Regions from separate parts of the Sus scrofa genome. Here region 2 is linked to region 1. Evidence: chromatin contacts called from public HiChIP or PLAC-seq data. All regions are on one chromosome and are shown on one strand. The core of a region is the stretch at or near the end of the contact, and the rest is flanking DNA. Distances in the headings are between cores, read along the strand shown. Region 1 holds the start of TPM1 (tropomyosin 1 (alpha)). Region 2 has its middle 61 kb from the start of TPM1.

Region 1 (5,246 bases), core at 1,469-3,968:
ATACAAAACAAGCACAGAGTTATGTGCGTTTTTTGGCTCTTTTTCTAAAGCCAGGTAGTTTGTAACTTAAATGTTTCAGCTAAATCAGTGCTCCCTGAATACCCTTTACAGGAAACTTGCTTTTCACTGAAACTTTCTTTTTGTTAGCTTCTTAATGTCCTGTGTATGGATCTCTCCAAGCACACTTAGAGATGACATTTCATGTCACTGAAAGCCTTTACTGATTTCAAGACCCAGACCCTCCAGCAATTTGCATTTTACTCTCATACAAAAAGTTCTGCCCCTTGCGCTTGGTGGTTCAACTTTCTGGGCATAGCTTTCCCTGGTGTTCATACATTCTTGGAATTGTTACCAGCTTCCCAAGGAATTCTTTGCTAATTGGGCCTCTAGGCTTAATTAGCTTCAAGAATGGAATCCAACAGTGTGAAAAGAAGTCAGTCCTTTGGAAATCTAATGCTTGTCCCAACTTATGCAGCAGGAGAGGCAAGCACTTCAGCTAAAAAGATTCCAGAGGGCACTGGACAACACTGGTAGAGCTTCTGCCATGTGTGCATCACCCTTGAAACTATGTGGTAGTTGTCAGAGGCTGTTAGGTGGGGGTGGGGTGAGCCGGAGAGTCAGGGGTCAGCTAGCTCACTATACCATATAAAGCACTGAGCTATATATAACTCCCAGCTTATTTTCTGGATCTAGTGCCCTCAGATTGCAGACCCAAGCAAGTATCATCTTGCCAGGCAGATCTTAAGGACTGGATTAAGGCTTTCCTGGTGGGAAAGGAGGCCTCAAGTGTCTCTATGGTCCACCATCAAGCTCAGCCTACTAAGTACAAGTAGCATGGTGCCATTTTTTTCAAATTAGAGGCCAGGCCCTCTGTACCCTGACTAGACCCACTGCTGAAAACCAGGCCTTCCCACCCACCAGAAATGGCAAAAAGGAAGAAAGTGAAGAAAGCTAGGCATTCTGTTTGTACAAACCTTGGCGATGACACCTCAGAGGTTTTCTGTCACCAAGGAGGCAGAGTTCACCTCCAGAGTCCAATTTCAGTTGCTCTATTCTCCCAGTTTCTCACCCACCCCCCCTCCACCCCCTCGGGTGGGGGAAAGAAGGAGAAAAAGAGAGAGGAATGGAAGAAATAAAAATGAATGTGTGCAGTAGCAGTCGAAGGCAGCATCCAGTGCTCTCGGCCATGGCAGGCTGTGTGCAGGTGTCCAGCAGGAGGAGGTGACAAGAGAAGGTGACCCTCCTCCATTGCTCTTTAGCCCCTATGGTGACCCCAGATCGGCCACAACGGCAGGAGGTGAGGGAGGCAGTATGTGTGTGCACTTACATCGGTGGCCTTTTTCTCCGCCAGCTCCAGCTTCTCCTGGGCATCTTTGAGAGCCTCGGAATATTTGTCCAGTTCATCTTCGGTGGCCTTGAGCTTCTTTTGCAGCGACACCAGCTCATCTTCCAGCTGAGAGTTGGCCGTGGGGGACGGGGGCGGGAGGGGGGGGTGCAGCAGGCAGCGTGATCCCGCAGTGATGGGATATGGGTGCACAGAGCCAGAAGGACAGGGACAGCGGGAGAGAGAAAGGGAAAGACAGGGAGGGAGAGAGAGAGAGAGAGACAGAGTTAGCCATTCGTGAGCCGCGCCGCGCGCCCTGGGTACCTTGGCGGCGGCCTCATCGGCGGCCAGGAGGCTGTCCTCTGCCTTGTGCAGCTCCTCCAGCACCCGGTCCCGCTCGTCCTCCGACGCCCGCAGCAGCTTCTCCTTGGCCGCTATGTCCTCCTCGAGCTGGGGGCGGGGAGGGGGGGGGCGCGGGGTGGCGGCGGCGGGCGGGCGCGGGCGGCCGGCACGGACCGGGTGTTAGACACACACACACACACAACACACGGGGCACCGGGTTGGCTGGGGTCCTCTGGGTTTGGGGCACCGCCGAAGTGGGGCTCAAAGGCCTTTGGATAACTTCGTCTAGCCCCTAGCCCATTCAGCACCCCCACCTTCTCCGGGACAAGACTCCTGCCAAGGTTTCAGTGGACTCAAGTCCAACTTGGGGGTGCAGAAAAACGCTCCCGTCTCCTTAGACTTCGGGCCTATTGTTTATTCTGTCCCATCTTTGCTTTTAGGAAAAAACTCCAGGACTGTCCCGTCCCTCTGCCCCCGCCCCCGGCCCCGTCTCTATTCCACATAAAAGTTTTATTCTCTCCAGTGAAAAATCCAGAAGAACTTGTAATACTTTCTGGACTTGATTCCCTTCAAACGCATCCCTACGCCGATCCCAAACTGATTTCAGATCCTTAGAATCAAGTGCCTCTAGGACCTGAATGGACTTCGCGGGCTCTGGGAACCAGAGTAGGGAAATAAGCGTCCCCAGACGAGAAAAAGTTAGAATACGCCCGAGTCTCGCTCTTCCCCTCCCCCTTCTCAGAAGCCCAGGGCTGGGGGCGGCTCCCGGAGTCCTCAGGTTGAGGGACCGCGAAGGGGTGCCAGGCTCAGGTCCGGGGGCTCCCAGCCCCCGGCGGGCGCTAGGCTGGGGAGGCGCAGACCTGCTTGCTCCTGTCCTCTGCCGCCTTCTTATCGGCCTCCGCCTGCTCCGCTCGATCCAAGGCGTTCTCCTTGTCGAGCTTGAGCATTTGCATCTTCTTCTTGATGGCGTCCATGGTGGCGGCGGTAAGGGGCCCTGGGGCTGCGGCAGAAGCGGGGAGGCGAGCGCGCGGTGGAGCGGCCGAGCTGGAGTGCGAGTGCTGAGCTGCCTGCTGCTCCCAGATATGTACTTTCCCAAGGGGGCGACCGCATTCCTCAAGACAGCCAATACTTTTTTGGAAAAGCTTTTTTCTCCTGCCCCCTTTCCCCCTCTCCTCCCTCCGCCCCCCTGCGCCCTCCCCGCTGCTCCCGCGGGGGCCGCACGCCCATTCGCTGCCGCCTGCCGGCCTCCCAGTTGACGGTGGATATGACTATATATGGGGACCCGAGCAGCCTAGGCGGCTGTCGGGCGAGGCCTCCCGCTTTCCAAACCTGCGCGCCAGGGACTGGGCACCGGGGCCTCGCAGGGGCCGAGCCGGGGCGGAGGCGCTAACCTCTGCCTTCTGCCCTTCGTGCCCCCTCCTCCCAGAGCCCAAGTCCCGCCTTTAAGGTCCCTAGCCTAGAGTCTGGAGTGGCAGAAGGCCGGAGGGGGGTTGCAGACAGTGGATGCGCTTCTCCCTCACCTCTGCCCCGGCGCGTTAAGCATCAGGCCCCGGGGTCCCCGGCCCCTAAGCTCGCTCTGGGCACTGTTCCCCAAGGGTTCTCCTGGCAGCTCTCACCCTACTTGGTGTGAGCCAGGGCTTTCACGTTTTGGAAGTTCAACAGGAGTAGAGAAAGGAAGAGTTGAGAGGAAGGCCTGGGGGCTGCTCTAAAGACTTTCTCTGCTGGGTCAGAATGTCTAAGAATTTGTCTTATGCAGTGCCCTGTCCCAAAGGGGAGAGACAGTCGTATACTTTAGGGACATAGGACCCATTGACTCATCTCTGTGTGTGCCTGAGTGGGCTACTTTTGCAAAGGGTGGGGTGTATTTGTTGGTGTGTAGGTGGGTGGATGTGAGTTTAAAGGGAGAGGCCACTGAGTTTAGAAGCAGGGAACTTGGTCTTTGGTCTTAATCAGCAGCAGCTCTGTGACCTTGATAAGTGACTTAGTCGCCAGGCTGCAGTTTCCTCATCTTTCAATCCAGGGGGTAGATGAGCCCCAAGGTGCCTCCAGATCTAACTTTTTCTCCTTTTTCTTGCACCGATTTGAGGGAATTGGCCTCTTTCCATGTTAAGCACTGAGGTAGTAGGTTGCCAAAACATGGGATAAATGTTATCCCAGCCAAGTCATCATATCTACAGCTGTAACTTGGAGGGAACAGGCCCAGCTCTGTGTAGTAAGCTCTGCTTGGAGGCAGAAGCATTTCCCCTACACCTCTTACTCCTCCCAGCCCCCACTGGGAAAAAGCCTGCTCTTTTTAGAGCTTCGGTGGGAGGGGAAGAAAAGAGGCTGCCCCAAAGCCCTGCTTGAGTCTGGCTGAGGCAGAGCTGGTAAGGGTCTTGTTAACAGTCCCCACAGAATAATTCACAACCTGTACTACATGGATACCGAATATTCCCCGGACGGCATCTGAGCAGATTAGGCAGGCCAAACAACTTGTAAGTCCTTCAGAGAATGATCAAGTTCCTCTCCAGGATTTTATCAGGTTTCTTCCATTAACCCAACTGCCTAAGAAGGTAAAAATACCCTGACCTAAGGGTCAGAATGTTAGATCTGCATGCATAAATGCTGCATGGCACAGAAGTTCACCAGGACCCTTTAATCACCAGATGAACCCAACCACTGGAGCACTGACAACATTCCAGGCCTAGAGACAACTTATCAGATGCCTGTAGCTGGCTCCCCAACTTGGTGCTCAGCATGTGGGGCATGAGTAGGGAGCTCAGAGTTAGACCTGGGATCCAAACCTGGCCTGGCCACTCCCTTGCAGGGTGGCCTTAGCCATGTCACAACCTCTTTAAACCTCAGTTTTCTTTTTCTTTTCTTTTATTTCTTAACAGCTGCACCTGCAGCATATGGAGGTTCCTGGGCCAGGGGTAACATTGGATCTACAGCTGTGTCCCACACCACAGCCATGGCAACTGCGACCTACACTGTAGCTTGCAGCAATGCCAGATCCTTAGCCCACTGATGGAGGCCAGAGATCAAACCTGCATCCTCACAGAGACAAGGTCAGGTCTTTAACCCACTGAGCCACAGTGGGAACTCCTAAGCCTAAGTTTTCTTTACTATAAAGTAGGCATGCAAATTCTCCCCTCTTGGGGTGGTTACAAGGATGAAAATGAGATAAAGAATAAAAAGCATTTTGTCTAGCACATTGCAAAGTACTCTGTATATTATGGCTGCTTGGGCAAGTCATTTCTCCTCTGTTGGCTTCAGTTTTCTCACTTATAAAATGAGGCAACTGAACTAGAGAAGCTCCTGGAGAGACCATACATTACTAACTTTTCTCCACTGTGCCAAACATAGCAGAGGAACAGGCTAAAGTTTCCTTAAATGATCTGGTGTTACAGACAACTCATTCCAACACACCACTGGTGAGCACTTTCTATATACTGGGAAGGCACTAAGCTCAAGGATCATATAAGACAAATCTATGCCCTGCAGAGATTCAGCATAAGCGGGAAGATAAAAATCCAGGGGAGGAAGAAATAGAAATGAGCAGGTCAGAGCAGACAGAGAAAAGCTTCTCTGAAAAGTGATG
Region 2 (5,246 bases), core at 1,690-4,189, 61 kb after region 1:
CGGAATGGAGACTGATAAGGAGTGGACAGAGAAGTAAGAGAAAAACCAGGGAAGGGAGATTTGTGGTCAAGCATCAGTGGGTGCTAAGAGGTCAGGTGAGAAGGGGACTTAACAGTGCCTATTGGATTTAGCAGTGAGAAGGTCCTGGGTGATTTTGACAAGGACAATTCCCATGTCATGGTGGGGACTGAAGTCAGATCAAGTGGTGTGAGGAGCAGCTGGGAGCGGAGGTGAGAAGCTGTTGAGGAAGCTGGGCTGTGAAGGGGATGAGAGAGAGAAGATAACAGCTGAAGGGGACAGAGGATAAGGAAAGGTTTGGCTAAGGTGGGACAGCCTTTAAATGCTGTTAGGAGGGCAGCCAAGGGAAAGAACATAGAAAAGACCTGGAAGGACATACACTGAAATGTTAACAGTGATCATCTCTGGATAGTGGAATCAAGAGACCGCTGAAGGTCCAAAAACCATCCAAATGGCATGCTATGGAGTTTTGACATTGTCTATTTTATTACTACAAAATTCTCTCAAGTGTGCCAGTTTACACATAGCTTCACTCAAATATACTGAGATTTGATGGATGAGAACATCTGCCTGCCTTTGCTCGGGTGCAGAAAGAACACTGGTGATGAAGAAAACTGGGGGTGCCAGCATCCAACATGGCCCCCGATGACCTGCACCTCCTGGAATTCAAGCCTTTGTATGAGCCCTTTCCACACTGAGGCGGGACTGCCCGTGTAACCAATAGCCTACTGTAAACATGCTGTACAGTGAGGACCAGGGCTGGGTCCTAAAAGGCACTGCTACTCCAGACTTGGTGGCTTGTATTGCTCACTCTGGAGGAAACCAGCTGCTATAGCTTCTGGACACCTAGGATGCTTCAGTGAAAGGCCCACATGGAGGGAAAAAGACCCCTGGCCAAGAGCCAGAATCAACCAACCAGCCACTACGGATATGGATCCTCTAGCTATAGACAACTGTTCAGGTGACACTGGACTGTAACTTCAGGAGACACCCTGAGCTAGAACCTCCAGCTGAGATGTTCCCAAATACCTGACCCATGGAAATTGTGAGAAATGTGAAATGATTATTTTAAGCAGCTATGTTTTGGGGTGATCTGTCATGCAACAATAGACAACTCATGCACGCAACTTGCACACTTTATGGCACCCACAAGGGGCTTCATCCATGAGACAACAATCTGGACACAACAGCATTTCAAAAAGGATAGACAGTGTGAGGAAAAGAACATATATATATATATATATGTATGTATGTATGTATACACATACACACACACGTATGTATGTGTGCGTATATATAGATATGTGTGTGTATATAGATATGTGTGTGTGTATATATGGCTGGGTCACTTTGCTATACAGCAGAAATCAACACAACATTGTAAATCAACTCTACCCTAATTTTAAAAAATAAATTAAAAAAACACACACAAAAATTGAAATGTACTGGCTGTGTGTCAGATTTGAATCTTGGGCAAGACACTCACGCATCCTTCACTCCCTCTCCTACATCGCACCCACACAAACAGACAACACTGGCTATTCTGCAGATAACATTTAGTACTGAAGTGTTGTATGTGATGCAAATATGAGTCAAGGGTGTATGGAGGCTTTCTGAAGCCAAAGTGTCAGGATGCAATTTTGGTGGAAGTGGACCTGAATTGTTTCAAACTGTACAATTAATAACATTCCATTTCCATGACATCTACCGATTAATCCTGCCTGTTAGTGTAGACTTTTAGCCCTTGGGAGTTTAGATTCTCCTGGCTGACATGGGAGAACAAATTATGTTAGGCTTTCATTTTATAATAAAACGACTGGCACTGGAAGGAAGGGGTGGGTTGGGGCTGGGTACTGTTCCCTGAGAACCGGCGGGCCATGAATGCAGCACCTAAGCTTAATAAATCCCCTAAAGTTAGGGCAGAGCACTTTCACACCTGTTTTCCCATTGCTGCCCATGTATCTGGCACATAATACTGGCTTATGACATATATCTTGAAAAAAAAGCTGTTGATTAAATAGTAGTTCCTCCTTGGAGTTCCTGTGGTGGCTCAGTGGTAATGAACCTGCCTAGTATCCACGAGGACGTAGGTTCAATCCCTAGCCTCACTCAGTGAGTTAAGGATCTGACGTTGCTATGGCTGTGGTGCAGGCCGGCAGCTGCAGCTCCAATTCGACCCCTAGTCTGGGAACTTCCATATGCCATGGGTGTGGCCCTAAAAGTAAAAAAAAAAATATTTTTAATTAAAAAAAATAGTAGTTTCTCCTCCCCTTCCTTCATTGCACTCTTAGATTTTAATAGGAACCCTTTTGGAAGGTTTCAACCTGTTCCACTTCTGCAGGGGGGCATTGAGGAAGAGTGTTTCACATGGGAGCTGAAGCATCTTTCTGGGGCCATTGTGACAGTAGCAATCTCCCTTTCCCCTCCCACCTCCTCATGACCAGGAAGTGAAACTGGAGGGTGTAGTGCTGGGCTCCTCCCACTGACCTCTCTTCTCTCCATGACTACACACATCACTGCCTGAGTGAACACACTGAGTATCCCTGGGAAAGTTGGTTACCAACAGCCACGGTGGCAGAGGCTTGCAGGTATTTGCAAATCTAGTGAAGAGACTCAAGTGAGACTCATTCTTATCCAACAGGCTCTCCTGGCTTCATTCTGTGGCCTGAGTTAGGATGTGGCAGCTGCGAGGCACTCTGGTTTCCTACATAAGCTGGACAAAGTCACCTACTGACCTTTGAAAGGAGGCAAATCTCCCTCAGGGGTAGTTACAGGATTTGTGCCTGGCCCTGGTCAGTGTGGTCACTTCCACAAGGAAACAAAAACAATTTTCCACCCCCACAGCCTGGCCACTGTAGGGCAGGGAAACCACTTGCCAAGCTGAACAAAGACATTGCTGGCTTGCTCCAGGGCATTCTTTGAGCTCATCACCCTGAGGACACAAGCAGGAACTGTTGCTGTGGAAGGGTCCAGATCACGCTGCTGTGGCCACCAGCAGCTCTTTCACATCCATGATGATGTGTGGATCCCCTGGAGAGATGGATGGCTGGGGACTGGCAGGAACACCTGTCCTGGATCTGGGTAGACTGGGGACACTAGGCAGCCTGTTGCTGGAATGTGTGTAGCAAGAACACTTGTTTCTGAAATGAGATACCTTCTAATAAGCAGCTCTTCCTGCCTTTCCATTTATAAATGATGGAGGCAGCTGGTCTTGAGAGAGGACAGTATAACACAGGAACGGGAACAACGGTGTGTCCAGACCAGCCCAAAGGTGGCGGATGGGTCAGGCAATGTGTGTTTCTGAGGTTCTCAGGCGCTCCTCCGATGGAGCACATTTTGAGCCCACAGAGGCTCCTGTGCTCACTCCCTCCTCTGCGCTATCAAATCTCTCAGTAAGGGCTCTGCTATCAGTTGCGTAAATTGCAGTGAGAATTAAAGTCAGGCAAGGCTTTCCCCTGAATGTGGCTCTAAGGAGTTGACGTCTCCTCTCTGAGTGGTCGTCAGCTTTGATTAACCACAGGCCACAGGGCAAATCTTGCTTAATTCAAAGAAATTTTGGGTTTGGTATTTTATTGTTAATTTTTTTTTTTTTTCATTTTAGGGCCATCCCTGGGGCCTGTGGAAGTTCCTGGGCTAGGGGTTGAATTGGAGGTGCAATAGCAATGCCAGATGTGAGCCGCATCTGTGACCTACACTGCAGCCTGTGGCAAGGCCGGATCCTTAACCCACTGAGTGACACTCTGTAGGGTTCTTAACCTGCTTAGTCACAATGGGAACTCCCTGGTTTTGGTATTTTATAAAAAAAAATATTAAATATTTTTTACTTTTTTTGAAGAACTTTTCAAGTACATTAATAAGCTTTTTCATCTTGTAAATTTGAGAAGTTTGCTGGATAATTATTTTGATCCTCATGTTGCAGAGAAGAAACTGAGGCAGAGAGCATAAAGGCTGTGCACAAACTCCAGGATGAACTTGTGGGCTGCCACCAGCAGCAAAGTACCCCTAACCCAGGACAGAGGTCTTTCCTGGAAGTGTACTTTCCTGCATAGTCCAAAGACAGCACCACACACTGGGTCTTACTTCTACATGCTAAGTGCTTTATGATTGGCTATCACTTATGTCCTAAGAGGTGGGGACTTGGCCCCCATCTCCCAGATGGAGGCATGGGGGCTTAGGGAATTTAAACCACTCGCCCAATTGCTCACAGCCAGAAAGTGGCAGCACTGAGATTTCAGTCTAAGCCTAACTCCTAACTGTGTACTCTGTTTTCGATTCTTAGCAGGTCATTTAAAGACACCTCAGGCCCCTGTCAGTACCTGAGCTGAGGGGGATGGGAGTTACCCCAGCAAGGCTGGAGCTCCCCAGCCTCCACCTCTGATGGGGGTGGGGGTGGGGGTGAGGGAGGGCTTCTGGGGACCTTTCCAAGCCTCTGTGGAAGGGCAAGTACCCGTGGAGGGGAAGATCTGCTAAGCTGCCTGGGGGGGAAAAATGCACCTTTAGCTTTTTGAAGCCACATTTTAGTGATTTCTCATCCTATAAAGACAGGAGGGCAAAACCAAAATAGTGGTGGTGGGAGGACAAGTGGTTTCCTATGTAGAAAGGGACTAGTCCCTGCTGTGTTGCTTGTTTATATAGGACGGTGGATGGAATTCCTCTCCTGAATGCCTGGGGTGAGGGTCTCCCATCCTCTGAATTCCTTCTCTGTGCTGTCATGAGACAGGGAGCCTCATAAAATCAAGAAAGGGCTTCAGTGTCTTCTGCTCTCCCACCCTCTCCCCACCTCCACAAGCCTGTTGATTAGAAAGGAAGGGTCACAGCCCTTCTAGCAAACCTACCCAGAAATTCACTGAAATAGGCAGTTTCTCCCAGCTCATCTACTTTCATTCATTCATTCATAAAACACTTATCCAGTGACATTTGTAGGAGGTGCCACTTATATATTCACACACATATATACATACATACAAATCATCATCATCATTGTAACTCATTAACATTTGGTGACACCCATGCCTGCAGGCACTGCTTCTGTGTAAGAACATCTCGGCTTTGTACTGTCCCTTTCAGGTAGGTCATTTGCCATGCCTCATTTACAGATTTGGAAAATGAGGCACAGAGAAGTACAATATCTTGGCCAGGTTTATACATAGGTTTGAACTCAGTCTGCCTGAATGCAGTGGTTTGCTCTTACCCATCACTGAAAACTACTCCAAAAAGATAGGAAAACC

What was found. HiChIP or PLAC-seq counts read pairs in DNA pulled down with a chosen protein or histone mark.
Region 2: a contact with region 1 is called in an H3K27ac HiChIP or PLAC-seq map of skeletal muscle. The contact joins the enhancer-like site here to the promoter of TPM1 in region 1. A contact is called at or near these places in 1 of 5 promoter capture datasets (fetal liver), 6 of 47 Hi-C or Micro-C datasets (embryonic fibroblasts, fetal liver, heart right ventricle and 2 more) and 1 of 2 datasets of contacts at active chromatin or transcription factors (skeletal muscle).

What each region holds. Positions count from the first base shown.
Region 1 is chr1:109,013,232-109,018,477 of Sscrofa11.1, forward strand. It overlaps TPM1 (tropomyosin 1 (alpha)), which reads right to left and starts at 2,719. Exons shown (of 10, transcript NM_001097483.2): 1 at 2,527-2,719; 2 at 1,328-1,453. The coding sequence starts at 2,640.
Region 2 is chr1:109,074,237-109,079,482 of Sscrofa11.1, forward strand. No RefSeq gene overlaps it. Among named protein-coding and RNA genes, the nearest start is that of TPM1, 61 kb to the left of the region's middle. Within about 2 kb of position 2,940, at least 10 of the 83 cell types and tissues checked have an H3K27ac peak or open chromatin away from gene starts, as enhancers often do. A contact at or near this core is called in fetal liver and skeletal muscle, where this site is marked.